7 separate regions of the Mus musculus genome follow, and all the other regions are linked to region 1. The links are chromatin contacts, called in public HiChIP or PLAC-seq and promoter capture Hi-C maps. All regions are on one chromosome and are shown on one strand. Each heading gives the region's core, a stretch centred on a gene start, on an enhancer-like site or on the middle of the called end of the contact. The rest is flanking DNA. Distances are from core to core; before and after follow the strand shown.

Region 1 (3,964 bases), core at 406-2,905:
ATATATGCCATGTGTGTGCGAGTGCCTGCAGAGGTCAGAAAAGGGTGTCAATTCCCAAAGTTGCAGTTCTGGGCAGTTGTAAGCAGTGTGGTAAGGGTGCTGGGAACAAAACTCAGGTCCTTTGAAAGAGTAGCAAGTGCCCTTATCAGCTGAGCTGTCAAATTCTAACTGGTTTAATGGTTAGCACCTGCCCAGTGCCCTAGGGAGTGAGGGCACTCTCACCTGTTTATAAACAAGCCTCATTAAGAAACTGTGCCCTGTTCATCTTTGCATGAATAGCATGTAGCTTGAGCTTACTTTTGAGTTTGGGTATTTTAAGCCTATTTGTCAACGCTAAGGAGAATCCTCAGAGAAGAGGGTAGTGGTTGTTACTAGCTTAAAGGTGGCAGCTGAGGTTCTGATTGAGACCTGTGTCAATTTGGAGAAGATAAAACTTTGAACACTGCCTAGGTGGAATGTCTTGTTGCAGTGGTCCCAGGAAGAAAAGAGTCTCTGCTCGGAGAAGACCAGCTAGACAGGCGATGGGGGTCAGGCTGTGCATTCTTGGAACACTGAATGAAAGCCAAGACTTTAAATGTATTTGGTGTGATAGGTTCTTGGCTGTTTCTGATCCCTAAAAAGGAATGTCTGAAACCAATAAACACAGTCACTCATTTATTCATAACTTTTGTTTTGTTGGTTTTTTTTTTTTTTTTTTCAGGTCAGTGGCTATGTAGCTTAGGCTGACCTGAAACTTGGTATGTAGACATGGCTGGTCTCTATGGAGATCCTCTGCCTCCTGACTGCAGAGACTATAGAGGTGTGACTCACAACTTTTTTCTTTTTTGTCTATTCACAAAATTTATATATTTGTTCACTGTAGAAACGAGGGCAAAATCATAAACTATTTTTAAAAAAAATCATTAACCAGGTGTGGTGGCACACGCCAGAACTTGGAAGGTGGAATGAGGAGGATCGGGAGTTCAAGTCCAGCCTGGACTTCATGTGACACGGTCTTAAACACACACACACACACACACACACACACACACACACACACACACACACACACACAAAACCAAAACCAAAGTTGGGGGGTGTTGCTGGGTTTATTGGGGCACTCCTGTAATCCTAGCCATTGGAAGATGAAGGCAGGAAAATCAGGAGTTCCAGGACAGTCTTGGCTACCTAACAAGTTCAAGTGGACTCCCAGGGACCACTGCCACTCTCTTAACCCAAAATCAAATAGTTAGGAAGTCAACCTCTCCGTCCTTATGCTGTATTTACGCCTTTACTATCCAAAGCTGTTGATAGGATTCTTTGACTTTGTACATCGGGCGAAACACTTCCAGGGATGATGCCTGGCACTGCAGGTTTTCTAACCGATGCGTCCCTCCAGTCTGGTCGCACGCAGTGATGCAGGGACCAACAGAGAGCTGGATGGAGCAGGGCGGAGCTGCGAAGGGATGAGGGCGGGGAGGCGGGGCGAGCGCTCAGACGGAAGGTGGGGAGGGTGGTGCCCTGGGCGGGGAAAGGTGGCAGGGGCGGGCTCGGCCGAGGCTCCCGGCTCAGGTGGGCGGCGCGGCCCAGGTGCGCCGGCCCGCAGCCGCTCCGCCCTCCTCCCAGGGGCGTCTCCCGCCCGCACGCCCGCCCGCACGTCCGGGTGACGACCGTTAGTCCCGCCCGCAGCAGACGGCTCGGCAGCTCCGGTGGGGGGGCATCTCTGGTCTCTAGTCGGGAGATTCCCCCAGGTCCAAGACTGGCTGGAGAGAGGCCGGAGAGTGCGGCTGCTGCGGGGCGGAGAGATTCCGAGCGACTTGACCTTCCCAGCCGCTGCCCCTCCTGAAGCCGTCCCGGCGCTGCTCCGGGCTCCGTTAATTGTTGAGGTTTTTCTCTTAAGTGGTGGTACCTCGGCATGAACTTTAAAGGCAAAGATGACAGACTTTGTTGTTTGGAAGCCTACCTTACTTTGACATGTCTTAAGAACTCAAGGTTGACTGGTGGTAAGATATTCCACTTTAATGAGAGCATCGGTTTAACGAAGCAGTTTTCTGACTTGTATAGGGCGTAAGTCTTTTTTTTTTATTTTTATTTTTTTTTATTTTGCGTAAGTCTTTGTAGATAGGAGTTCTGAGTGATTTATCAGAACTTTTTTTTTTTTTTGCCATCAAAAGGTTTGTTTGATTCATCAGCCTGTGGTTGCATGAATAATTTTCAAAGTTTGAAGCAGGCATTTTGGTGTATAAGCAAGATGAGGATGAAGGCAGCGACAGAGTCTCTGGTTTTCCCAAGTAGGGAGCGTGTATCAGGGCTCCTACTTTATTCCCAACGGTTTTTAGCTTCCATTTCCCAAATCTTATGCTGGTGAGGCACCTAGTGGTGAAGTGGCAGAACAGGTCACTTTTAGAATAAATTTCACATGGAATAAAATTCAATACAATACAGTAAATGCACATGCTCTAACTTTCGCAAATTGATTGAATTAATATTTTTTCAGGAGAAAGTGATTTATGAGAGGAAACATTGTAACTTACTATTTGGAGCAATTTGTAGAAAGCAGAGCTTAATCATCTTGTCCTACCAGGCATGCGCAGAAGTTAGTCATAAGCACAGGGGATCAGAAGTCAAAACTGCCCAAAAGCGGAAGAGGCTTAAAAATCACTTTGCTTTATAGCAGTGAGCCTCGGATCTTGTGGTTTTTGTAGCAGGTTATTTTGTAATATTTAAACTACATATTTAACTTACATACCATACATGTCTAAGTCCATGTGGCCGAACGAGAGAAATGACTTCTATGGCATGCTATGTTTGCATGTGTGTCACCCACAAATAAATGTTAAAAAGAAAAAACATAGTGGTTTTTTTCTGATTTATTTTTAATTATGTATGTCTGTGTATGTGCATGAGTACAGTGCCCATAGAGACATACATAGAGACACTATTGAACATGAGGATGTGAGCTGGGAACCGAGCCTGGGTATCTGGTGAGAGCAGTGCAAAAGCTCTTGACCTCTGAGCCGCAGCCCCAGCCTCGCCTGGTGAGCTTTGAAAGGAAATAACTGAACACAGAGACATTAGAATGTTGCAACCGAATATACACTTGCTAACTAAAATCATACAGTAACAAAATAATCTGAAAATAAGGCTGGTATGTTTTTGTTAAGAATAGTTCAAGTAAATATTTGTGCTTGGTGCTTTGCCTATGGTTGTCAAGTAATCAGAATATAATACAGTTTATAGCAAGGTGGTATTTTAAGTAGGACATTTAGGACAGTTTATTATGAAAATTTGTTTTTAAGTAACTTGAAAAAAATCACATAATTTCCTATTATCTATATTTAACACAAATTATATATTTTGTTATAAGTTGCTTGGCTGCACATCACAAAGGAAGAATAAACTTGTATCTACTTGGTAAAAACAGAGAGCTTGAAGATATCCCAAAGGCACTCAGCCAGCCACAGAGCAGGAAGCAATATGGACTCCTCTGCTGTCACTGTCAAGGGTCTCAGCCTCATAGACTTTTGTTCCACATCCTCCTTTAAATATAGGGGCCATCACGAGCTGTCAGAATCTTGCAGCCTTAATAAGAAAGAAGAAGAGCCTATGCTAACCTGTGAGCATCCTGAAACTCCAAGTTTAGGTTCCCCCAATTCTGCAGTATCTCCCAGTCAAATAATGAAGTCTGTGTCCCTAAGGAAGGAAAAGGATAAAAGCCCAGAACTTTGTGAGACTCCTAAACTCAGAAGGAAAAAATGCACATTACGCAGGCGGCTAGACTTTTCTTTCCCTCTTCTGAAGGGGGATTCTGATTCACAAAGCAGATCTCTGGAAAGTAACATAAGCCAAGGTGTTAGCCTAGAAAAACATTTGCCAGGTAGCACTTCAGGTTTCCCAAAGGAAGACAACTTTAGCCCATTAGTTACCAGCACGATAAAAACAGAGGATGTGGTTTCCAACAGTCAGAACTCAAGGTTACATTTTT
Region 2 (3,964 bases), core at 614-3,113, 900 kb after region 1:
AATGGAGAAAATTCAAATTCAACTGAAAAGTCAGGAAGGGGGCGGGGAAGTAAAAGAAGTAAAAAGTTACACACAGGATCATATGTTATAAGCAATGAACAGGAGAGACAGGGCTCTTTCCCTCAGACTTCTTTGTCCCCACAGTGTCCTTCTCTGAGGGCCTCAAGCCTCCTGGTTCCTCATCCCTCTCCAAGCCTACCTTCTTTTGTTTTTAATAAAAACATTCCTAGTTTTTATTTATGTGGAAAATTCTGAACATATTCAAAGTACACAGAGCATACATGCATCTGCCTCCCTGTTCCAGTTTCATTACTATTTATCCTGTGAGTGTGAGTGTGCGCATGTGTGCACATGTGCCTATGTTTTTTAAATTACATGGTCATGTTTATTTCTCACCTAGTACGAATCTTTACCATGCCATTACTTAGAAAGTGCAACAGAGACCTTAGTCTGACTGTTTAATTTGAGATCCCCAGAGTGTGAAGTGTTGACCTTAGTGTTTATTGGATGTATAATAATTAAGAGTGGTATTCAGAGGGCATAGGGAAAGCAAGCGGGCTCATCTCTGGTAGAGACTGACTCCACATAGCTTGCCTCTTGCCTTCTTTTTTTATATGTTTGCATCTTTCCCAGCAGGTTTACAACAAAGTTGGCAGCTGAAGTTTTTATACTTCATTTAATTATTCATTAAAATTTTAATCACTTTATTTACTTATTCATCTCCTGTGTGTGTGTGTGTGTGTGTGTGTGTGTGTGTGTGTGTGTGTGTGTGTACTTTTGTGTCAGGTGGAGGTCTGAGGTAGCTTGCAGGAGGGAGTCAGTTTTCTTCTTCTACATTGTGGGTCCTGAGCATGAACCACAGGTAGTCACGCTTAGTGAAACATTCTTAGCTAGTTTAGCTGCCCCACGTGCTGTATTTTGAAGAAACTTCCATACTTGAGCTTTCTCGGGCTTATTAATGCCACAACAGTTGGGGGAATGCCTTTAAACAGTGAGGAAGCCCTGTGGAGCCGCTGCTCTGAACAGGAACTCAATATACAGCCGAGGGTCTCTGAAATGGGAACAGAAGTCATTTGCTCTCCAGCCTCAGACTCTGAAAATGCTGCCGAAGGTAAGAGAATGGACAAAAGACCCTTTAAGTGTGGGATAGCCATAGGTAGGAAGGAAGAGTGGGTAGTAGGGTGTATAGAAGAGCTGGATTGATGTTCACAGATGGGTGCTCTCTCAGTGGGTGTCTGGTGATACAAGAGTGATGGATACACCCATTGGAGGACAACTTTTATAAGACTCAGATTTTAAAATTACACACACATAGTCAGTATTAATAAATTTTTTTTGCATTTCACAAAATTTACTCAAATAATAAAATAATTAACATTCAAGTAGCTTCCAAGAATAAGGAAGTAAATTTGTCAGTTTGCACACTCACTTTGAGTGCATCGGCCTTGCCTTGGGGGGTGGGTACTTCTTCACTTCTGCGGGGAAGTCAAACCTCAGAGAGAGAGAGAGTTTAAGGGTCTGTCACTTATCCATCAAGGCTGCAGTCCAAAGTCAGGAACTTGGTGTCACATAACACATAAATGAGACAGTGCTGGATGAAAACAGATTCATCTCCTAGTGTTCAGGAATGTTCTGTCACCCCTGGCCACTGCGCCTCGTCTTATCTGTCTTTAAGGCACTTGCTCAGTCTATCAGCGCCTTTAGCTCTCCAATGCCCCCAAGCATACACTGCTGGTTCCACCAGCCTGTGTGGAGAACTCACAGTTAGAAATCCATTCTTCTTAAAGAGCCATGAGGACAGTTTGAAAGGATGAAATACAACCCGATATAATTAACACGTCAATAGTGGCAACATGAAACCCACAGTTGAGCAATTTGGGCCTGTGCAAGCAAACAGATGAGATAATTTGAAGCTCCTTGCTGTGTGAGTAGGGTGTGTGTGTGTGTACCTGTATGAGTGTGCTTACGCATAGCCAAACCTACAGATCTTTCTTTAAGTTTTACTTATATTTTGTTTGTTTGTTTGTTTATTATTTGTTTGTATGTGTGTGTTTGCTCATGTGTGCCATGGTGCACATGCAGAGGTCACAGCATAACTTGGGGAAATGTCCTGCTATATGGGGCCTGGTGATCCAACCCAGGCCATCATGCAAGAGCCCTTACCTGAGGACAGTCTCCCCCATAGATAACTTAGTGCATCTGTTTTTAATTGGCTTCACTGAGCAGTCAAGCACTAAAACAGTTTTAACCTAAATGTATCAAATCATTGTAAAGACATTTGGATGGCTAGAAACTGAAGAAACAGAATTTCTAGGCATTCTAGCCTACTGAATTCAGTTGTGTTTGGAGTAGTGTGCTGTGGCTCAACGCTTTCTCAGCTGAGCCTTGCCCTCAACCCTGGGCTTCTGGTGGTTAGAATGCAGAGGCCCGAGGCCTGTCTGGAGAGAGGGACCCCGGTGCCTCAGCCTGTGGACTCTAAAGCCCTTCACTGCCCTGGAAGACTGTCTCTAGTCATGGATTCTTTGTTCCCAAGCAGAGATAGGAATTTTTGCCTGTTGTGGAGGGATCTTCCCTTGGGTTTGGTCACATGGAGGTGTGGAAAGGGATTTAGTTTTATGTCTGAGTGAGTGAGTGAATGTGGGGCAAACGTTTTGAACCCAAATGGCTGTGTGAAATGTCCTTACCTGGCGTCCCCTCTCCTTGGCAGTGTGCAGGAGCTTGTGAATACCTTGTCCCAAGCAGGCTGGGCACAGGCCAAGAGTCTTGCATAGCACGTGTGGGTGTTGAATCAACAATTCTGCTTATGACTCTCCAGGGACTCTTCTTTGAAGATTATGCAACTCTGGCTAAGAGTATGGCTTTGCCTTACTGCTTTACAGACTGGATTAACTTCGTGAAAACAAACAACAGCTTCTCTCCTCCCATTTAGGCAATTTACATTTTTTTTTCTTCTGTTTCTGACGAAATGATGTGAAGGAAGAGAGAATTCTACTGGGCACACTTTTCTGATTTTGTTGCAATTTGCAAAGCACGTTCACCATGTGGCTATAGAAGAAGCTTAAACTAACACATTTTTAAAGAAATCAAGCTCTCAGTATATGTGAAAGTTTCAGTATATAAGACATTCCTGGGTGTTAGCGATGGCCCAGCAGGTTAAACTGCCTGCCCTGAAGCCTGAGGCACTGGGTCTAGATCCCGACATCCACTCACGCTGGGTGTGCCATCCACGCTGGGTGTGCCTGGCTGGGATGCGCAGAGTTCTGGGACATGCTGGCCAGTCTAGCCAAGTCTGTGAGTTCCAGATCAGGGAGAGATCCTGTCTGAAAAAATAAAGTGAAGAAGAGACTGACAAAGACATTTGACGCACGAATGCATGCACAATGTTAAAAAAAAAAAGATAAAAGTTTGATGATAAAATAATCTGGAACATTATTAAATTTTGCCAATGATTCTCCTGGATCCCTTACTTTTTAATTTTTGGGTATTAAAATAGGCTGTGTCATGTCTTTATTTTTTTTTTTTTCAGTTTACCTGATTACTTAATATAATAGAATGTTCTACTCTTTGTTTATTTCAGTGTTGCAAATTGTTAACTGGTATTAGTTACCTTTCTATTTATTGGAGAATGTAGTTGTTTTCTTAACAATGTGCAAAAAATCCCTTTCCCATAAAGGTAAATAAATAAACTTGTTTATTTGATTAGTGGCTTTTTGTTTCTTTGGCTTTTGGTTCTGGGGACTGAAGCCAGTTGGTGTGTCACACATACTAAGCACAAGCTTTAGCACTGAGCTATATCCGGCCAGATTTTAACTAATTAAGCATCTACTGATGATAAGCTCAGAAGATGTGGGGTTGAGTAAAGTAAGCATGGTCTGGGCTCTCACAGAGCTTATATTTCTGGAAAGGCTAAAGATTAAACTATCTGTAAGTGTTAGGAAAGTGCAGAACAGAGAAAGAAAGGGCA
Region 3 (3,964 bases), core at 501-3,000, 870 kb before region 1:
GCTGGAGCGTCTTTCATTACCCAAAGTTCTGTCTATCCCAAATGATGAAAAAGACTTGGTGTCTGAGCAGAGCTGCATACTTCAGTAAAATTATTTCCGAGGAAGGCCAACAGGCAGAGGTGAAGGGGTACAGAGAAGGAAGCACCCTTCTCGATGTTGTTTGCTTGCAAAGATCTTCTTGATCTTGCAACAAGAGCTTAACTTTGTCCCAGATTCAGGGATTGAGACCCAAAACAGAAACTTCCAGAACATTAATGACAGTGATGATCTTGATCATGGAAAATCATCAGAACGTGGTGAGGGATGGAGAGATGAGGAGTCAGAGCTCCTCAGTGCTACCAAAGCCCTCTGACCACTCCCATCTGTCTCAACCAGAGCTGTGTGTAGCAAATGGTGATTCTACTAATATTCCATAGACTCTAGGAGAGACCACGTGTGCTATTCCCATGGAGCTGATGGGAAGGGAGGCAGGTGTGTAAGGACTGGAACAACTGGAGTTTCACACACTGTTGGTGAAACTGACTATGAGAAAAGAGACTGCCCTGTGTGACAGTGTCTTATGGAGTTAAGCAGTTTCCTGCCATATGAGTTAGCAAGGCTAGGGAAAATACACCTTCATAAATTCTTACATAAATCCCCATAGCAACCCTACTCATGATAGACCAAAAAATAAAATAAAGAAAAAAGAAGCCAAATGTCCTATTCAACTACAGAAATAACCTAATGTACTTTGTGCAATGGGAAATTACTCCCCAATAAAAAAATTTTTAAATGTACCATGGATCCAAGCAATAACAAGAGCAAAAAAAAACTCAGATCCAGGGCCTGGAGAGATGGCTCAACTGTCAAGCATGTTGCTCCTTTATGAGGGCCTAAGCTAGCTCCCAGCACATCCATGGAACATCTCACAAACCTATAACTCTAGCTCCAAGGGATCCAAAGACTCCCTTCTGACAGCCATAGACACTGGTGTACACACACTCACATACACACTCACATACACACTCACACATACTCACAGGCAGCACTCATACACTTGCAGCACTCATACACTTGCGCACATACAACATACTGATACATGGAGAAATCTTTTTTTAAAAAGCATCCAGAAAAAGAATACATGGTGTACAGTGTCATCTATATGAAACTTTCAAGAAGGCTAAATTCACCTATTATGATGGGAGTCAGGCCTATTGCTGTCTATAAGATGGAGCAGGATTGAAAAGAAAGAGACAAAGGATAACTTTGTGGGGTGACAGAAATGTTCAACGTCCTGATTAGGAGTCACACTTAACACCTAGGAGCAGATGTAAATTTTATATTAAAGAAAATCAAGTTTTAATTAGTAGCAACAAAATCCTTCTGGTCTTTGTCACATGCCTCTGTCTACAGGTAGCCCCACCCCAGATGCCTCTGTCTACAGATAGCCCCGCCCCAGATGCCTCTGTCTACAGGTAGCCCCGCCCCAGATGCCTCTGTCTACAGGTAGCCCCGCCCCAGATGCCTCTGTCTACAGGTAGCCCTGCCCCAGATATCTCTGCCTACATGTAGCCCCACCCCAGAAAATCCTGTGAGAACTACTCAGCAAACCTCGTCTGAAAAGAATGTGGCAGAGGGATGGGCAGTTTGCAGAACTCAGGGCATCTGGGTTGAGCAAAGGCTTTTGTGCAAGCTTAGAACAATGCCTGTAATGTTGTAGCCATGAAGTTATAACACCCCCACAGGAGCCTTGTGTCGCTGAAAGGCTCATTCAGAGTGGGCTCACATCTCCAGCCAAGCTGCAGTGCCTGATGGATTGCTCAGCTGCTCTTGCAGGCAGTTCTGGTCTCAATAGCAACTGGGGGAGGGAAGGAACATTCCAGACTTCTGGGTAGAAAAAATTCAGTCCAGTATAAAGAGCTCCAAATGAACAACCAGAGAACAAGACCATAACATACTGAGGGGACTTGCTTCTCCTCCTGTCATATGCTCTGTCCTAGCTGAGCTTAGAGTGGATTACCTCGACCACTGACTCCATTCATTGTGGACCCTGGGCTGTGCCTGCATTTGGAATGCTGAGGAATGTAGATGCAAGCAGACCTGTATCCTGAGTGACTCAGATGGGAGCTGCTGAGCTCCTATCAGGCTTCAGTCAGTTTGAGCTCTCTGAAAGGAAAATGATCAGGAATAATGACAATTCTCATTCTGCAAACAAGGAAATCAGACTCAGAAGACAATGGAAGAGATAGTCCAGGCCACACGGGAAGCTGCAGATCTGAGTTCTGAGTTCAGGCACTCTGTTTCTGAGTTCTGTGTTCTTTTTGACAAACAATATGACTAAGATAGATATGAGCCTTCCCCCCACTGTAAATGTTTGCCTTCTGTCTGAAAGATGCCGGGAAATCATAAGCACAGGCCTGGGAGGGAAGGATGACGATGAGCACCAGGCTGTGCCAGGCCTGAGGACTGCTCTCAGGCTAGTACTGGCAGCCTCTGAGTGGGCATGGAAGTAGAGGCATGGCTCAGACTGGGATTCCACATCCACAGTGTTGTCATAGGTGAGTAGCTGGGGGCAGGGATGTCTAGCCAAGCAGCTACTGTGTGTGTGTGGGGGGGTGTAATTTAGGGACATTTAGGGACTGCAGGTGTAATTGGTTTGTAGAATGTTTGTCTTGGGCTCAGTCCCCAGGACCACAAAAGCTGGGAACACCTGGAATTCCAATACTTGTGAGGTAGAGAGGAGAAGATCCAGAATCCAAAGTCGGCTTCAACTACACGGTGAATTTTAGGCTAGCCTGGGCTATTTAAGACCCCCATCTCAACAAAACAACAGCAAACAAACAAACAGAACAATGAAAAACGAGAAATTAATTTCTTGACATTCTGGAGGCTATAAGCTGAAGCCCAAGGTGCCGGCATACAGGAAGCTTCACCGTACAGTGTTCTTGCATGGTGGAAGACAGAAGGGAAATTGAAAAACAGGTAGACACCATGCCCTCTCTCATAAGGGACAAAGCAGAAGAAAGCACATCCAGCCTTACAGACTCTTTATGTCTGTTTACTTGTTTTAATTTCAGAAGGAAAGCAGAACCTCCTAAGGCCTATCTATGAGCACCAGCCTACTCACGAACCACTTTCTGCCACTTGATATTCATGGCCATGGCCATCCAAGAGGCATCCTTCAGGGTAGCTGAAATCTAAACGTTTGTTAAGTCAAGGAGGCTGTTTCCCTGAAGGCTGCCTCAGCTCTTGGATAGTTTTAGGACAACAAGCCTGCTACCTGTGTTTAGAGCTCTCTTGAGCTCTGATTCTTCACGTATCTACCCAAGTTAGCGAGTCAGAATTCTAGGAACTTCCTTTCTACCTTGTCCCTTGGTTCTAGAAACCAGACCTCAGTCAATCTGTCAGTCATCTCGTAACAATAAATAAGCAGCAAATGTGGACTCCCTCAGTTCTCCTTGGGGCTTCCCGACCTTTGACCCAGATCATTTATGCTCCTTCTGGTATCCCTCAGGTTCTCTGTGGCTGAGTCAAACATTGACTTCATCAAATGACCAGAAATATACATACTGGTGATTCTAAACACTGAGATAGAAATAAATTGGAGTGCAGTACTAACTCTTACTCTGTGTCTAGTTCAGATGAACAAAGTATTTTGTAAGATGTAAATAAGTTAAAAGGAACGCCGGACCTCTGCAAGGGCAACTAAGCCAAAGTCTTACTTCCTTGTTCCTCCAAATACATAGGGAGCAATTCTGAATTCAACAATATTGGATTATTCTGTTTCCTTGGTAACCTGAAGTTCTGCCCTAGCTGACAATCAAAGACTGCAGAGGCTCCAATTTTCTTCTAAGTCTAAAAATGCTCATTCTATGAATATCTAGGGTTCAGGAGAGCATACTAGAGGGAGGCTGGTAAAAAAGTAAGACTATTAACTTCAGGAAGAGGGAGCAGAACAAAGTTATCTGCTGGTCAGTCTCCTGGA
Region 4 (3,964 bases), core at 833-3,332, 820 kb before region 1:
ATCTTGTTAAAGCTTGGCTGCACTTACCTTATGTGACAAACACAGACATGATTTCTGTAGAGGTAAGCTTCCAAAAACCTAGGAGCTGGGATATAGCTCAGTTAGGGCATATGCCAAGGACCTGGGTTAAATCCCCAGTGTGCCTACCCTATCCCCCGCAGATATTTTCCTAATGCCAAGGTATGTGGATTTTCAGCTCTGCGTGCTAGAGTCACCTGGAGAATAATTAAAACTACAAATACCTGAGCTTACTGCAGACCACTTAAGTCACTTTACTGAGGCCTAGGCGTGGTTGGCTGCTGTTGCTTTAAGCTTTCCAGGTGGTTCAGTGTAGCCATAGTTGAGAATCATTATTTTAAGTGTAGCATTTTTTGAAAGCTCTTTCCTATGTGACATCCATTTTTTTTCCACATGAACAAGTAACCCTTTCTGCTTCTCCATCAAATACCTTGTTCTCAAAATTACAAAAGGTGGAACAAATGTGTTTGAAAGAGCATCCTGCCTAGAAGATGTGCACAATGTGTTTGTGTCTCCAGGCCCTGGAATCATGTTAGGGAACTGGAAATATTTTTTGATCTATATGAATACCTGCATGTTTTTAAAGCTTAGGGAAAATGAGAGCGAAGAGTCTGAAAGGAACTGAGTAATGAACGTAACACACTAGATTGGAGGAGTTCTTTCCTGAAAAAAAAATTACAAAATGCATAGTTTAAGCATGCAGTTTGTAATTGGACATGGTGGTATATTCCTGTCCATTCTAGCATCCAGAAGATAGAAACAGGAGGGTCGGAAGTTTGAGGCCACCTAAGAACACGTGACTAAAGGTCAGCCTGGATGCATGCTAAGACAGCAACAAAGAACAATGTTTATGAATGAAACTTTAAGAAGGAAAAACAGGCCGTTCCTACCTAGTCCTAACATCTGTCCCAGAGCCTCCAAACAGTGTTGCCTGATCTGATGGAGTGAGCTAAACTCAATTGATCCTGTTTAGGCAAATTCACAACTGCTTGGCCAGCCTTCCCCAAATCCCACTGGCACTGGAGTGAGAGAGGTTAGCCCTCCTTGGGGCTCCCCCTGCCTGGTTCTGAGACGCATTCAAGCTGTTGCTGTGACCTCTGTATTTATGAGAGTGAATTTTAACAGTGGATCTTTTCAGAGTGGTGCTGTCCTCTAGCCAGGGAGGAATGTATGCTGGGGTGTGGATCAGCCACTACAGCTACTCCTCACGATTCCTTTCCAAACCTTTCCCCCTCCCCACAGCTAGGAAATAATACACGGCACTCTGCATCGGCTTGCTGGTTTCCTGGACTCCCTTGGCTGTGATTTTCCAGCTTTAACTGGTCACAAGATCTGAAGCAGACCATGGACAGCTGTGGTCCCTGCTCACTGTGCACACACAGCTTCTGTGTTCTGAAACCGTGCTGGTCAAGTTCACCAACTTCAGATTGGCCAGAGAGACAGCAGATTCTATAGATGAAGCTGGAGACTGACTGTGGGGGCATTTTTATCTCTACTCACTAGATACATATCTAATCGCATTGTTTTTTTCTGAAATTATTATTTTTTGAGATAATCTAGCATAGAACTTCATTCCTTTTCATTGTTCCCAGGTCAGTTAGTTGTAGACAAAGATAAATTTGCTCTCCAGATAGAAATTATTTACCATAAGACGATTTTCAAAAGTTCTATCTGATTTTTGTTCTGTGTATGGGTGTTTTGCCTACATGTACCACGTGTGTGTCTGGTGTCCGAGGAGGCCAGAAAAAGGAATTAGATTCCCTGGACTGGAGTTACAGTTGTGAGCAGTTGTTCAGGTACTGGAGATCAAACTGAAGTTCTCTGAAGAGCAGACAGTGTTCTTAACCTCTGAGCGGTCCGTTTAGCCCCTTAAGGTCTATATTTTGGACTATAGGCTCAGCCGCATGAAGCAAAACCAACATCTTGGCAACAATATGACAACCGACTCTTCTTAGGTTGATAGAGTAATAGGCTGCACGCCAGGCCCTACTCCAGGGCCCTGGTGATGACTAGGAATCCAGTTCATGCCTTACTGCTGCATCTCTGAGGAGTAGCCCTCATGGGCAGAGTCCAGATACCCATAGCAGCTGCATCTTGATCCAAGCCAGGAAAGAGGAATAAGGGAGGAGGGTCCGCCTAAGAGGAAGCACTCATGCCCGCTGCCCCTCCCCCACCCCAACGAAAAGGAAATCTAGAAAATGTCACTATGAGGTATCCTGTAAAAAAACGCTATGGAGAGGGGGAAAGAACAGACTCCAGGGCACAATTAACAGTCTCTCCAGAATATTCCTGCAGGGAATTCCAGAGGAGGCAAGGCAGTGGGTGATCCAAGCAGGGAATCGTCTTTCTCTTACCAAAAGTGTAGTTTCAGGCCTCAGGTGGCTCCACCCACACAAAGTCTGGCTCTCTGCATCCCTCAAGCTGGTGGTGGGCTGCTCTCCCGCTAGGTGGCCAGGAGCACCGGCTTCTGCCCCGCCTACTCCCTGTGGCCTCATTAGCATATTGCACGACCTGCCTATGGGGTCGTAGGTGAAGAGCTGGTCGCAAAGGTAAGGGAGGGAGTGGGTGTCGATGCAAAGCTATTTAGAAAAGAAATCTGTTTTTTTTTTTTTTTCTGTGTGCCTCTTCTGTATGAGCACCGTCTGCTTTCTTGTCGTTGCACGCGTCACTTGTCACCAGAACGTTTTTCCGTTGTCTCCTGGGCGTTTGTCTTACCCTTCTAGAGTCAGCCACTCCTCCCTCTTCTCCTAGCATTCAAGCAAACCCACATACATTCCCTTCCCTCGCTTTGCTTTTGGAAACAGAACGCTGCTTTCTGTTAACAGAAAGAAGAAAGGGGTGTGGGGTGGGGGAGCCAACGGTTCCATCTCTATGTCCACATGGCGGATCTCAAGGCAGGATTCTTTTCCACCTGTGTGGAACTTTAATTAGTTCAAGTGGGAGGTCTGTGCCAAGAAATAGGGTGCGCTTTTGTCGCAGTGGGGATCAGCCAAGCAGATTTCCTCCCTCACTGCCGTTTCACACCAAACCCCACTCTCAGCTTTTTTGCTGAAGCTCTGTCTGTGTATTAGACCCAGGGTCTGAAGACGGCCAGGAGCTGCCCCACAGACCCACGGGAGCAGAACACAAGCACCAGCAACGGCTTGTCACACTTAGCTTCTCTTCTCAGCCTCACACCCACCCTACTATGAAATAAGCCATGACACCCCCATTTGACTGATGATAATAATTAGTGGATGGATAAGTGTGTCAGAGAATATTTTCAAGTATTGCCTAAGGTTAAAGATGGATATAACATTTCAACAGTAACAGTGTGCTACATGCTATCCTCTTGCTATGGTCCAAGGTCGCTGCCATTGCTCTGGCTTCCACAGTTCTAACCCTCAGTCAGGTTTGCCCTTTCCTGCTTTGGTGTGTGGTCAGGAGGGCATAAGCGACGTCCATCATTCTGCTGACTTAAATTTTTCTACCTGGAGCTTTGGAGGGTCACTTTGAGTCTGACACAAGAGAGGAAAGCTATACTGGTGCACTACCTGAGAACCAGACATTTGCAGGCTGGAGCTCCACGGTGAAGTGCTTTGCTCAGCATGTGCTAAGCCTGGGTTTGTTCCCCAGCACTGAAAAAATAATGCATAAAGCTTAAAGAACAGGGAGCTAGAGAGGTAGCCTAGCAGTTACGAACTCTGCTCTTCCTGAAGACCCAGCTGAACTCCCAGGACACACAAGGTGGTTCACAATCTTCATTAACTCCAGTTCCAAGGGACACTCTCTTCTGGCTTCCACAGGCACCAGGCATGCACATGACATATAGACATGCATGCAGACAAAACACCAATATATACAAAACAATAATAGAAAGATAAAATAACATATATATATATATATATATATATATATCCTTTCAGAAACCTGATTATTTCCTTTCTAATGGAAATTCTGGGTGTTT
Region 5 (3,964 bases), core at 783-3,282, 790 kb after region 1:
GTGCTAAGTCCAGTCCTTCATCTGAGTAACACAAAAGTGCAGAAATGAGACCAGCAGTGTCTTGGGAGTCTGGTGTGGTGGGCACACAGGTACATCTTGTAGGGTGCTAGAGACACCCCTGCCTTCATCATGATGGTGAATTCACAGGTATTTCCATACTTAAAGTTCAACAATCATACTTAGGATTTGTTCTCATTTTTAAAAACTAAAATGAAAATATCAAAGACATCCAATAACGTTTGCAGAAAATGGGGAAAGCTGGTTTTCTTAGTGCTTTGTCTGGATTATCCAATAACAAGAGTACGCCATGAAAAGTATTGATAACCATCCCCCCCATCAGCTCAAGCCTCTCCTACAAAGCAGCTGCTCTCTGGCTCTTGCGCTCCCGCAGATAATGTGTATACACATAGCTCAAGCATATGAGAAGTACTTGGCATATGTCATTGATAAATGTGGTAAGTGAATTATTGAGTATGTGAACTTTGAAGTCAGAGTTATTTGCATCAGATCATTCCAATGCCAAACCAAAAAAAAAAAAAAAAAAAAAAAAGAAAAAACCTTAAAAAGTGATTAGTAAAGATGTTTCCAGTTTTACCATCATTCTCAACCTGTGTCTAGTCAATCTGAGGATCCATGAGTGATGTCATTTCTCCTGGTAAAAGGAACAGAACTTTACATGTGCGTGCTCTTGCTGTTTTTCACACTCGCCCACTGACCCAAAAGAAGAACAAGCATGTAATGTTTCCCCGTTTCATATGACATTGTAAGAGTGTGCATATTTGGCAGTGCTTGAGAACTGAGTAAACAAGCTGAAATTTCTATCGGCTGAAAAAATGTTGGGGAATCCTAACAGAATAAGCCCTTACGAGGCAAAAAGCCTTGTATTTGTTTGTTTGTTTGTTTGTTTGTTTTCTATAAAATGAAGTCTCTAACTACACAGTAGGCAAAACACGCTAACAGGAAATTTATTATCATTCAAAACATACTAGACAGGCTATGTCTATCAAGACGAAGATGTTCCGATGGCAGCTGTACTGCTTACCTGTTCCAGAACGTCCAACTTTAACTCGAGTTTGCTGAGAACCACGTCCCCACCCCATAGTGAAAGCTGGAGATCTGAAGGTTTTAAGTTCTTGATATAGCGATTCACATAACTCATTAAAATTGGAGTTACGTACGACTCCAGCATCTTCAAATTTAAGCGTCGAAGTCAGATCCTGAAAAGGGTAAAGACGGAAATTTTGTAAGTAACTGAATCGACAGGCAGCAACTGGAAATGCACTTCTCAGGAAGCTTGGCAAGGCCGCTCTCCCGGATCGCCCGCCCGCCCTCCGGGTCCGGGCGCGAGCTCCCCGCTAACTGAGCGCCTCACCTGACGAGGAGTAGGCAGAGAGGCTGGAGGCGGCCGGCCCCCGGGCGTGGGAGGACAGCACGTCCTGCTTCACTCCTACCCTAGCGCAGCCCAGCCAGAGGCGGTCGACTCCCGGAACGCAGGCGGATCTCCGGCCATAGGACCGAGCTGGCGTCAGGCCCGCTGCTGCCGCCGCCGCCGCACCCGCTCCAAGGTAAACACGCCACAGAGCGGCGGCGTGCGCTCTTCCTCCGGGTACCTGGCGTCCGCCGCGGAAACGCCTCACGCGTTCCGCGCCACTTCCGGGTGTGCGGGCTTCGCCGTCCGTCAGGTTTCCGCGGTGGGGACAAGGACCCCGCGCGTCTGCCTGCCTGGGACGACTCCGGCTTGGCTAGGCCGGGATCCCCGCTGCCACCGCTCTGGGTTAGGAATTAACTCTACGAAGAGCTCGGTGCGGGATGCGGACCGGTAAAGTGGAAGCACCGGCGATCCGGAAGTGGCGCTGCAGGGACACGGCGATGGCCGGGACGTGACCCAATACTGCCCAAGAGGCTTAGTAGTCGGAGGCGGCAGGAACGCAGGGTGCCGTGGAGGCGGGAGAAGTAGCCTTCGTTCTTCAAGCCCAGAAAATTGAGAAACGGTTGTTTTCCGTGGCTACTGGAAGAACTGGAAAGAGGAACTGGGATTCGGTAGGGTGGAGGTCAAAGACAGGTGGGAGGAGCTAAGAAAGGCGGAAGATTTAAATTTACTGCTGAAGTTTTTTTGCAAGGCCGGGAAAGTGGACGTGGGTACACAGTTGAGATCAGGGGTGAACAGCTTAAAAGAGTGAGCTTAAACCATACTGTACATAATCTCGTTCTCAAAGCAGAGGTGAAATAGCCCCTAGTTAGTGTGCATAGGGTGCATGGAATGGAGAGGACTGGCCTACCGTCTAATATGGAGGTCCCCAAAAAGCTGAGAGAATGTGAAAATAAGAGTCCTGAGCCAAAAGTGAAATAAGTGGTAAGGACAGTGTGGATTATGTTACGATGAAATAGATGTATAGATGTTAGTAGTGGTAACTTGTGGGCTAACAGCAATAACTCAAACATCTACCTTAGAAGATAATAGACTGAGTGGATAGAAATAGCATGGGATATGCTGCCTTTTTTTTTTTTTTAAACCAGCCTCTCTTAATTTTAGGTAACTTTTGAAGAAAACATAGTGTCTTGAAAATAGTTTTCCTTTATAGGTTATTCAATGCCCACTCATAAAACTTTTGAAATTAAAAAAAAATACTATTTCTTGAGAGAATTGGAGATTGCTATAGAAAATGGTATTCGTGAGACTGCCAAAGTTCATTTTAATAGTGAAAATAATGAATTAGATTTCGCAGGCAGAAAAAACAGCAAGCAATTGCTAATTCACAGCAGCTGCTTCCTCAAAAGCCTTAATAAATGACCATGTAATGTGAATGTTATGAAAGCCTAATTAGCAAAATAAACATTTTTCTTGTTACCCAAAATACTTGAACAGCAACTAGGTTGAATCCATGGCTGAGAAGTTTTAATATTAAAATTCCCATAAATCTATACATGTGTGACAATCTAATAAAACACTATCAGGATGTTACTCAGATGCTTAAAATAATATATAGAGTGCTAAACATGAAGTTTTTCTTTTATATCCAGAAAAAAGGTGCCAAATCCCTAGCCTAAAAACATTATCTGGATACAATTTGTTTGTTTACTAAAAGTTAATCATTTTCAACCCATGAGTGTTGTTCTATAATCAAAGTAAGTTTAATTCATTTGTATTATTATTGTTTGTCAAATGAGTAGGCTTCTCCAAAGATCCTCTGTTCTCACATCTTTTTTAAGATTTATTTATTTATTATATGTAAGTACACTGTAGCTATCTTCAGACACCCCTGAAGAGGGCAGCAGGTCTCATTATGGATGGTTGTGAGCCACCATGTGGTTGCTGGGATTTGAACTCAGGACCTTCAGAAGAGCAGTCAATGCTCTTAACCACTGAGCCATCTCTCCAAACCTCTCACATCTTTTCTAAGGCAATATACATAAACACAATATATTTTTGAAGTCTCTTCTGAAAGACCATGAGGCAAATTGGGTAGACAGTAAATCTACAGAAGTAGGTCTCAATCTAGCTCAGAACAGGCTGCTTAGCAGAAACTTTCTCACCATTAAATATACTATTAGCTGTAGGATTTTTGTAGACCTATGTTAGCAAGTGGAGAAAGTTCTCTGTTTCAAGCTTGTGTGTGTGTGTGTGTGTGTGTGTGTGTGTGTGTGTGTGTTTCGTGAGTTAAGTGGATCACCTCCAAAGAAGAAATAGAATAAAACAGGAACAGAATTCAGAGTACTACAATCATATCTGCAATATTTTATCTTAAAATACTTGATGCTAGAATGGTGTTTCTCAGAAATTATTAATGTCCAGGGCCGGTGAGATAGCTCAGCCAGTAAAGACACTTGCTGTCAAGCCTGACAGTCATAGTTGGTTCCTGGAGGTCACACAGTTAGAAGAGAGCATTTGACTGCTACAACTCTTCTCTGGCTTCTGACATGCACTTATACAAATAAGTGTAATAAAATAGTTTTAATTATGTTC
Region 6 (3,964 bases), core at 649-3,148, 600 kb before region 1:
GGCATGCTTGCCCAAGCCATGCCACTGAAAACTGACCAAGCAGGAATTGGGTCTGAACTCCAATAGGCCAATGCTCATGATCTCTTAACCACTGCTGGAAGGATTACAAACATTGGGCTCACGGCAGGCACAGAAAATGTTTTTCTATCCCCAAACAGAGGAACAGGGAACTGAGAGCCAAAAGTAACCTTGAAGGTCACCCAAGTCTAGATCAAAGAAAGCTGAGGTCTGGAGCTGCCCCCAGCCAAAGCAGAGCTGGGAAGAAAAGCTCTAGGCCCTGACTCTTGCCTGGGGTACTTGCCCCACCCCAGGCCAGGCTAGCTCTCGCCATGATGAGTCTCCACACTCTGTTTTAATGATTCATCCTCTTGCTGCCAGCAGTGTGTGTCACTGCCCACAACCAGCTCACACCCCCGGCTCGTCCCACTCGGAGACACCAAAATGACAAAACCAGCTGATTTTATAGCCCTGTTTTTATCATTTTAATATTAGGAAGGAGTCTGCTTAGCTGTTAGAATGGGTAAATTGGGATCGAGCTGACACTCGCACCATCCTTGATCACTCTGGGACCAGTTCCGGAAAGACTCTAAGCTAGGAAGATTCCGTGTCAGGGGAAGGGAAAGACCTGCTTGGTGCCTGCTGCCCTTAAGTATGGAGTCAGATGGCTCTGTGAATTCAAAACAAAACTAATCCTTGATACCATTTTTCTTCCCCGAACCTCAGATTTCTTATTGGTAAATTAGGAATGAGCTGTGGTGAAGACTAAGCAGTTCAATAAACAGAAGTGAAGCTTGCAGACAGGCACTGCGACCTATGTTCTCCAGGCTCTGATGACTCCAGGAGATGACTGGCCAGCACCAAAACTAAACCATGTAAGGAGCAAGGGCCTTGACCTTGGTGATGGAAGTACTTTGACACAAAGATGATGTTGGGTTTGACCAACCATGTCAGGCACTGAGGCTAATAGGCATGCCCAGGGAGACTGACACAGAGGTGGAGACCCATCTTGTACTGGCCCTGCCTGGCCACCGAGGGTCTCCCTGACCCAGCTGCCTTTTAACTTTCACTTCCCATTTAGAAATCAGATGCCTTGGTGGGGCAGGAAAACAGAACCTCTCACCCAGGAGACATGTTGGAGCTGGAGCCTGGCCCCCATCACTTGAACAACAGACAGTGCGGCCAAGGGAATTTACTGCACCTATCCTTAGCTGTAAAATGCAAAGGGTCATGGCCTCTATCTTGAGGGGAAATGTAGAATCTGACTAATATAATATAGCGAATCAACCCTAAGATGTATTGGCTGAGAACACACCACTCACTGTGTCTCAGAGTTGTGTGCCCAGGAATGTTTGTGAGGCTCTTGGGAGAACTGGCTCCATCCCTCACCTGGGCAGTAGAGTGTGTAGTTTTTGTTACCCTGCCGTAAGCTTCAGGAACAGGCTGCAGGCTGCGCTACCAGCCCCTATGCACACACACACACCAGTTAATCTCAAAATGCCTTTGCTAACTCAATGACTGGGTACTGCTAAACATCCCCTGCCACTCTGGCATAATCAGATACAGTGACCATTGACTCACATGGCTGGTTGGCTTTATCTCCTTTAACTCCCTCTCTCCTAGGTCTGCTAGCTTGCCTGTGGGGACCTTGGAAGTCCCACCTGTTCTGCCCAGGTCATTGACAGCTAGCATCTTTATTGATGAATCGAGAACCTATTGAAGAACAGGACCTCAGCATCAGCACCACCCCCTATAGAGCAGCACAGTAGAGCTGACCCTGATGGTGGGGGTGCAGGTGAGATGCTCTGACAGCATGAGCGTGGGAGAGCTGGCCCAGCCCCTTACTGGCTGCAGCACTAGGGAGAATGGGCCTTGAACCTTAGCTGAGCAGCACAGCAGAACTCCCCCTGGTGGCAAAGGTAGGGATACGCTGCCTCCCACCACATGAGAACATGAGAACAGGCAGGTAGACCTTGACCCTGGCCAGTTGTAGCATTGGATGAGCTAGGGCAGTGCTGTAGAGCTCACACTGGTGGCTCGGGTGCAGGAGTGTTGCAGTAAATCTCCCAAATATGCCCTGGTAATGAAAACACAACACAGTTAATATGATTACATGCAGTGCGTCTAGATTGGGCATATCTACCGCTACACTACCATCTTCCACAGCTCATGAGACCCCTTAGAACTTGCGGTTTCTCCAGGCCATGTGCTTCTGCTCTGCTTTTCTTCCTCCTCCTCCTCCTCTGCATTTTCTCCTTCTTCTCTCCCTCACCTTCTGCTCCACCTTCCCTTTTATCTGCCCAATCATCAGCTTTCCTTTATTTTACAAATTAAGGTGGGAAGCAGGTTTACAGGAAATCACCTGAGTGCTGACTCATTCCTCATTCACATGAAACCCTTCACTGGAGAATGGAATTAACATAAAATGTAATTAGCCCCAGGGCTATCCACAACATTGGAGAGCTGGCAGACTGACCAACTCAGCTACCCCCCAGACCAAGGTCTAGCACTTTGAGCTGGCACACCCCAACATCTGTCCCATCTATGATCTGCTGGAATTTGTGAAGGGGCCAGCCCTGCAGATCCAAAGCTGAAGGAACTCCATGGCACAGGACAACAGAATATCTGAGAGGTGTCCCAGTGAGGATCCGGTATTGATGGTATAGCAGAAGATGGTGTAGCCTTGAAACAGAGCCATGACTCATTGCAATGAACATTTGCTCTGAGGTCAGGAACAGTTTAATCAAATTATTCAGGGTATGGGTGGCTCTCTAGAGAGTGGTTTGTTATCAGTTTGGTCTTCCCCACTCCCTTTCCCACTCCTATTACCCCCATCTCTGTCTGTCTGTCTGTCTGTCTGTCTGTCTGTCTGTCTGTCTGTCATGTGCTTGCAGACTTATAAGGAAACAAGAAGGTCCTCACTACATGTGGTCCCTCGATCTTGGACTTTACATCCCCTGGACACATGAGCTAAATAAATGTCTACCGTGTGTGTGGCTTATCCAGCCCGAGGTTTTCTGTTCCAGTAGCAGAAGACAGGACAAAAGGTCCACATGACAGGGGAGACAAAAGGAGGCTGAGGGGTTCACCTAGTGGCCAGGTGTTGTATACTGCCTGGGCCCCTGCTTTCTACCCTGTCTTACTGTTCCTAGGTCTGTGTCCTTTGCTGGCTCCTTCTCTTCCTGGTTATGTCATCATTTATGTGTGGGAGGGATCGGGGAGGATGCTTGGTCTGAGTCACAGACCTTACCATGCCCCCCACCTGCCCCACTTCCAAAGCACCTTGAATGTAACACAAGTCTCTCAACTAATTCATGCCTTCCAACTCCTTCCACCTTGGACTTCACCATCTCTGTAACTGCTTCTGGTGGACAGGATGAATCTCACCGAACACCAGCATACTCTGCCTCTGTTCCCTTTATCTAGACCAGTGATTCTCAACCTTACTAATGCTGTGACCCTTTAATACACTTCCTCATGCTGTGGTGATCCTGTCATAAAAGTATTTTGTTGCTATTGCATACCTAATTTTCCTACTGCAATGAATCAGAATGTAAGTAATCTGGGTTTTCTGATGGTCTTGGGAAACCCTTGTGAAAGAGTCATTTCATGACCCACAGCTTGAGAGCTGCTGATCAGAGAGCCGCTCTGGTTTTCTGCTAAATGTTTAGCCTTAAAACCTAGCTCTAAGCTGCAAACTTCCTGCTGTCCCCTTGTAGGTGGAGTTCATGCCTGAGGGGCCCCACGGGGCTGATGAGGTTTCCCTTACAACCTTCCCAACAGACGAGGCCTCCCTTCTCATGTTTCCAGCTCTAGGCTTCACAGCTGCCCAGAGTCCCACCTGATCTTTGCAGGATGCTGTGCCCCCAAACCCCACCCTCCCCACCCCCCTCACCCCTTCACTAATCCCACCCCACCTCAGGTTCCCCTGGACCAGCCCAGGGAGTTATCCAGAGAAGCAGAGGTC
Region 7 (3,964 bases), core at 980-3,479, 560 kb before region 1:
GGGGGGGGGGTAAACTGTCAAGATTTGGAAGTCTCTATCTATCATAATAAGTTAAAACATTTAACATTACATTTATCAGATTTCTGACAAGATTGAGAGCCAGTATCTATTATGCATATCTGAGTTAGACAACCGCTGTTTGTTTAATTATTTGTTCTAGAACACATCTAGCAAATAAAGAAAGCACATTGGAACTTAATGGCAGTAGCAAAAACAAGGCTAGAAACATATATTTAAGGCAGTGGTCTTTAACTTTTAAATGTTTAGAAATCATTATTTACCAAAGCAGGATAGACGGGAAAACTGTATCTTAATTGCTAAGTGACTTTGGCAAGCTGCACTCCTAAAGGCAGCGAACTGGGGACTGCCTGTAACAAATATGGCACTGAAGCTACAACCAGCCACATGACTGCCCTCATCTAAGATGGCACTGAAGCAATAGCATAGCAAAACCTTATCTGCCTACAACAAAGACAGTCACAGAACTTCCCCTAGTTAAGATGGCGCTAAAAGTCACTGTTATCCCCTAGAATGGAGCTGTAGGAATGTGCCTGTGTGACTTAGAATGGAACAACAGAAGCATTACAAAGACAAACATACTGATGAATCTAAGCAGTGCAGCGTGAGGGGCGTGGCTTGGCGGCAAGCGATGGCTACGGGAGTGTGCCTGTGGCTTGGCAGAGCAGAATATCAGCATGGGGGTCAAGAGTAGAGAGCAGCGCCTGAAGCAGCGTTCTGTCTTCTAGCAACTCTGCTCAGGTTGGAGAGCAAGTGTGCTCCAGGCACTCAGGGCGGTGGGGCGCGCGCGAGAGATCACGCCGTGCCACAGAGCACTGGGTGGCAGGGTTGAGTAGGCGGGGCTGGGGGGCCGTAGCTGCAGCTGTGTCCTTGCTGCCAGAGCTCTAGTCAACTGGCTGCTGTGGAGTCAGGTCAAACAGGGAGGGAGACAGCAAGGGGGAATGTGGAGAGCTCAGGATTGTCAGGCAGCACCGCCCTGAACAGAGAGTGAGGGGCGGATGGAAAGTACGTGGTGGCGGCAGAATCAGGGGAGCAGGGAACCGGGAGTGGAGAGCAAGCAGCAAGAAAACGTGGGGTAGGGAATGGTCTACAGATCGCTAGCTAGAGAGTTGTAAAAGTTTGCTATTAAAGTTCCAGTAAACGGCCATTTAGAGTTATTCTTTGATGGGTATAGGGGCCAAATTTTAACCAGGAGACGTGCTAGCAAAGATATTCCCTTCTGGGTGAGAATAGGAGCAAGTGACTTCCCCGTTCCCCGGTGTCTCTAGTACAAATGTGATAGCTAGAAACAGAGGCAGCCAAAACAGATCACCAGCCACGCAGTGAACTAGCAGCTGAGCTGCGGGACCAGTGCACGAGCTGTGTGTGGGGCTCAGAGCCTGAGGGAGGATGGTTTGCCTAAGCGTAGGATTTTTTCAGCAGTGTGCAAGAGAAGCCAAGAGAAAAACCGTCAGAGAAAGAGAGACAGAGACAGAGAGAGCACTCACCCAGGGGTAGAGGTCCGAGAACGAAGCATCAGTAAGAAGACCAGGACACCACGGGGTGGCTGCAAGCTCAACAGCCCTCCCTTGGGACCAGAGGGCGTTTATGCTGACCAGTGAGAGTAGGGAGCTTTACCAATTCTCCAGTGCTTGGGTGGAGAGGTCTAGCAAGAGATCCATCCCATGGCTGCAAAGTCCATGTGGCAGCACGGAAATATGAGCTCATGCAACCTGTGAGTTTCTAAATCCCAGGCACAGCACCCGTGTTGGTAGAGGCGCTGTATGGTGGGTGAGGTGGAAGGGCTGCCTCCACAGGCCCCCGCTGAGGCATCCCCTCCCCCTGAGGCATGGTATGGAGTTTATTTAGGGCATGGGGAAGGTGGGAGGCAGAGAAAGGCGGGAGGTGGGGAGAGGAGAGGGAGAAGCAGGCCAGGAACACATGGGGAGAGGAAGGGGGGAGCGGGAGAAGGGGCAGGTAGTAAGAAAGAGGATCAGACAGCGAGGAAGAGACATGCAGACCCTTTTAGAGTGAGCCAGGCATACCTGGCTATTGCCAGGTCATGCCAACAGTAACTTCTGCTCTTTAGCAGCCTGTAGTGACATTAATTCTCTTTACATTTAGACAATTTAAGTGTCTAAAGATTGGTGACCCAACCAGGAGAGCAATAGCAAAGCATTATATGGCAAGCATTTGTACCACACTCCCTTGTGACATAGCCCAGCCCATCAAAGGTCTGTACCACACCCTCTTGTGACATAGCCCAGCCCATCAAGTACCAGCATCCTCCCAGGTGTATGTTAGCTTCCTCCAGCTGTGGGCCGCGTTGGGTGCCAGAAGTGCTTCTCTGTCCTCTGTTTCCTCCCTCAGGGTGTCCAGGCACCAGGCTTGAAGGATGAAGTGGAGTCTGGAACAGGTTGGGACTGGCTCTCAGTCCAGCTGAACTCACATGTGGGCATGGGGTGGAGGGCTTCACCAAGGAAGGCCTTCTCTGGCGATTTTAGTCTTACAGCTCTTTTAGATGACTCCCAATGAAGTGGCTCTTAGATGGTCTTCAGTGAAATAGCTGGTGCTCACTTACTTTATTTGGGTGGACAAGGGCTGTATATGAACTTTGGAGAGTGGAGAGGAGTTTTCAGGGTGAATGTTGATGACTGGCTGGAGCTCAGTGAACTGGGAACGCCTCTTTTGTGTGGAAAAGCTCTCCAGGAATCCCAGGTATTTGCTGGGCAGGTTCTTATGGGGTGTAGGGAGAGGAATTTGTAGGTTTGCCAAGGACCCCATTACCTTCCTCAGGTAGAGGATGGGGGGGTAGTCAGAGAAGTGGAAGCCCTGCTAGAAAAAGGGAATTCTCCATTTTGTGCTGAGCTCAGAGGAGCTACACAAAACATGGGGATGTTCCATTAGCTGAATGTTGCTAGAGGAGTGATCTTACACGCGTTCGCAACCGGCCAGGAAAGACGCAACAAACCAGAATCTTCTGCGGCAAAGCTTTATTGCTTACTCAGGAGCAAGAGAGGAAGAGCGCGGCAGAGAGAGGCAGAGAGGAAGAGAGAGAGAGAGAGACACAGAGAGACGCAGAGAGAGAGGCAGAGAGAGGGGCAGAGAGGGAGAGAGGCAGAGAGCAGAGGAAGAGAGCAGAGGAAAAGACGAAGAGGCGAAGAGATGAAGAGAAGAAGAAACGAAGAGACGAAGAGGCGAAGAGAAAGAGTGCCAGAACCCCGTCCCTTTTAAGGAGAATTATCCTCCGCCTAGGACGTGTCGCTCCCTGATTGGCTGCAGCCCATTGGCCCAGTTGTCATCACAAAAAAGGCAGAGCACATGGCGGGAAAACTGCCCCTGCACATGTGCAGATTATTTACTACTTAGAACACAGCTGTCAGCGCCATCTTATAATGGCAAATGTGAGTGCGGCTCCCCACAGAGTGAAGCCCAAAGACTTGTGTCAAGGTGCTCATGAGTCCAGCATGGGACAGTCTGGGAAAGCCGGAGTTTATGGAGTTTATAGGTCAGTGGTCTCCAGAGGTTGGCAGATGAAGATGCAGAATACAGGTTTCTTCAGCTATTCCTCATATTTTGAGGGTGGCATACACCATTTTGCTCAAAGCCTGTAGAATAGAGACAGAAGTGGGGGCTGATGCAGAGCTAGAACACACTACAGTGGCACACTCGTTGTAACAACTCCAAAACACGTTTGTGTCCAGTGACAAACACTGCCCTCCCCCTCTGCTGGCTCCCCTCCAGCTTCCTACAATCCACCACATACAAGGTGACATCAGACCAGAGGAGCGGCTCTAAGACTTCTCTCCATGATGCAACTAGTGTATGAGCTGTCCTGATTATCCAGGGTCCACACCAGGCTGCTGGCTAAGTATCTTGAACTATGCTGCTGAGTCTACTAGGGAGAATTTTAAGAAAACCTCCTCCCTGGATTAAGGAGTGGGGGAGGTTATGTTGGCTTTTTCCT

The links. Promoter capture Hi-C pulls out the DNA fragments that hold promoters and counts their contacts. HiChIP or PLAC-seq counts read pairs in DNA pulled down with a chosen protein or histone mark. Capture Hi-C pulls out chosen DNA fragments and counts their contacts.
Region 2: a contact with region 1 is called in an H3K27ac HiChIP or PLAC-seq map of acute myeloid leukemia, with 10 times the contacts expected there. The contact joins the enhancer-like site here to the promoter of Fbxo43 in region 1. A contact is called at or near these places in 3 of 39 promoter capture datasets (cranial neural crest, maxillary cranial neural crest and second pharyngeal arch cranial neural crest), 7 of 484 Hi-C or Micro-C datasets (CD8 T cells, DN2 thymocytes, Th2 cells and 4 more) and 3 of 115 datasets of contacts at active chromatin or transcription factors (the 230-238 cell line, acute myeloid leukemia and embryonic basal ganglia).
Region 3: a contact with region 1 is called in a promoter capture Hi-C map of hippocampal neurons, with 2.2 times the contacts expected there. The contact joins the enhancer-like site here to the promoter of Fbxo43 in region 1. A contact is called at or near these places in 7 of 39 promoter capture datasets (the 3T3-L1 cell line, 3T3-L1-derived adipocytes, the HPC-7 cell line and 3 more) and 1 of 484 Hi-C or Micro-C datasets (the N1E-115 cell line).
Region 4: a promoter capture Hi-C map of hippocampal neurons shows a contact between it and region 1, with 3 times the contacts expected there. The contact joins the enhancer-like site here to the promoter of Fbxo43 in region 1. A contact is called at or near these places in 8 of 39 promoter capture datasets (the C10 cell line, embryonic stem cells, fetal liver and 4 more) and 2 of 115 datasets of contacts at active chromatin or transcription factors (bone marrow-derived macrophages and microglia).
Region 5: a contact with region 1 is called in a promoter capture Hi-C map of liver, with 4 times the contacts expected there. The contact joins the promoter of Vps13b here to the promoter of Fbxo43 in region 1. A contact is called at or near these places in 13 of 39 promoter capture datasets (3T3-L1-derived adipocytes, HPC-7-derived erythroid cells, cranial neural crest and 7 more), 20 of 115 datasets of contacts at active chromatin or transcription factors (DN3 thymocytes, the NIH/3T3 cell line, acute myeloid leukemia and 13 more) and 2 of 9 other capture datasets (adipose tissue and liver).
Region 6: a promoter capture Hi-C map of embryonic stem cells shows a contact between it and region 1, with 2.4 times the contacts expected there. The contact joins the enhancer-like site here to the promoter of Fbxo43 in region 1. A contact is called at or near these places in 8 of 39 promoter capture datasets (3T3-L1-derived adipocytes, embryonic stem cells, frontonasal cranial neural crest and 5 more), 3 of 115 datasets of contacts at active chromatin or transcription factors (T-cell acute lymphoblastic leukemia, large pre-B cells and pro-B cells) and 2 of 9 other capture datasets (adipose tissue and macrophages).
Region 7: a promoter capture Hi-C map of hematopoietic stem and progenitor cells shows a contact between it and region 1, with 5 times the contacts expected there. The contact joins the promoter of A830021M18Rik here to the promoter of Fbxo43 in region 1. A contact is called at or near these places in 10 of 39 promoter capture datasets (the C10 cell line, cranial neural crest, embryonic stem cells and 5 more), 31 of 484 Hi-C or Micro-C datasets (B cells, the C3H10T1/2 cell line, CD4 T cells and 22 more), 13 of 115 datasets of contacts at active chromatin or transcription factors (the 230-238 cell line, DN3 thymocytes, cardiomyocytes and 9 more) and 3 of 9 other capture datasets (embryonic stem cells, liver and macrophages).

Annotation. Positions count from the first base shown.
Region 1 is chr15:36,162,552-36,166,515 of GRCm38.p6, reverse strand. Fbxo43 (F-box protein 43) reads left to right here and starts at 1,655. Exons shown (of 5, transcript NM_001081253.2): 1 at 1,655-2,046; 2 at 3,347-3,964. The coding sequence starts at 3,457.
Region 2 is chr15:35,267,745-35,271,708 of GRCm38.p6, reverse strand. It overlaps Gm33497 (a long non-coding RNA gene), which reads right to left. Exons shown (of 3, transcript XR_875131.2): 3 at 1,406-3,320. The region is part of intron 1 of Gm52178 (a long non-coding RNA gene); the gene reads left to right. Among named protein-coding and RNA genes, the nearest start is that of Gm52178, 26 kb to the left of the region's middle. Within about 2 kb of position 1,863, at least 17 of the 459 cell types and tissues checked have an H3K27ac peak or open chromatin away from gene starts, as enhancers often do. A contact at or near this core is called in acute myeloid leukemia, where this site is marked.
Region 3 is chr15:37,029,572-37,033,535 of GRCm38.p6, reverse strand. No RefSeq gene overlaps it. Among named protein-coding and RNA genes, the nearest start is that of Gm34724, 15 kb to the left of the region's middle. Within about 2 kb of position 1,750, at least 99 of the 459 cell types and tissues checked have an H3K27ac peak or open chromatin away from gene starts, as enhancers often do. A contact at or near this core is called in hippocampal neurons, where this site is marked.
Region 4 is chr15:36,978,514-36,982,477 of GRCm38.p6, reverse strand. No RefSeq gene overlaps it. Among named protein-coding and RNA genes, the nearest start is that of Zfp706, 27 kb to the left of the region's middle. Within about 2 kb of position 2,082, at least 188 of the 459 cell types and tissues checked have an H3K27ac peak or open chromatin away from gene starts, as enhancers often do. A contact at or near this core is called in embryonic stem cells and hippocampal neurons, where this site is marked.
Region 5 is chr15:35,369,186-35,373,149 of GRCm38.p6, reverse strand. It overlaps Vps13b (vacuolar protein sorting 13B), which reads right to left and starts at 2,032. Exons shown (of 62, transcript NM_177151.4): 1 at 1,373-2,032; 2 at 1,043-1,217. The coding sequence starts at 1,189. LOC115488525 (a long non-coding RNA gene) reads left to right here. Exons shown (of 2, transcript XR_003951638.1): 1 at 1-455; 2 at 990-2,922.
Region 6 is chr15:36,758,730-36,762,693 of GRCm38.p6, reverse strand. No RefSeq gene overlaps it. Among named protein-coding and RNA genes, the nearest start is that of Gm41297, 32 kb to the right of the region's middle. Within about 2 kb of position 1,898, at least 43 of the 459 cell types and tissues checked have an H3K27ac peak or open chromatin away from gene starts, as enhancers often do. A contact at or near this core is called in embryonic stem cells, where this site is marked.
Region 7 is chr15:36,724,510-36,728,473 of GRCm38.p6, reverse strand. A830021M18Rik (a long non-coding RNA gene) reads right to left here and starts at 2,229. Exons shown (of 3, transcript XR_875150.3): 1 at 1,506-2,229. It overlaps Gm41297 (a long non-coding RNA gene), which reads left to right and starts at 163. Exons shown (of 3, transcript XR_875152.2): 1 at 163-759.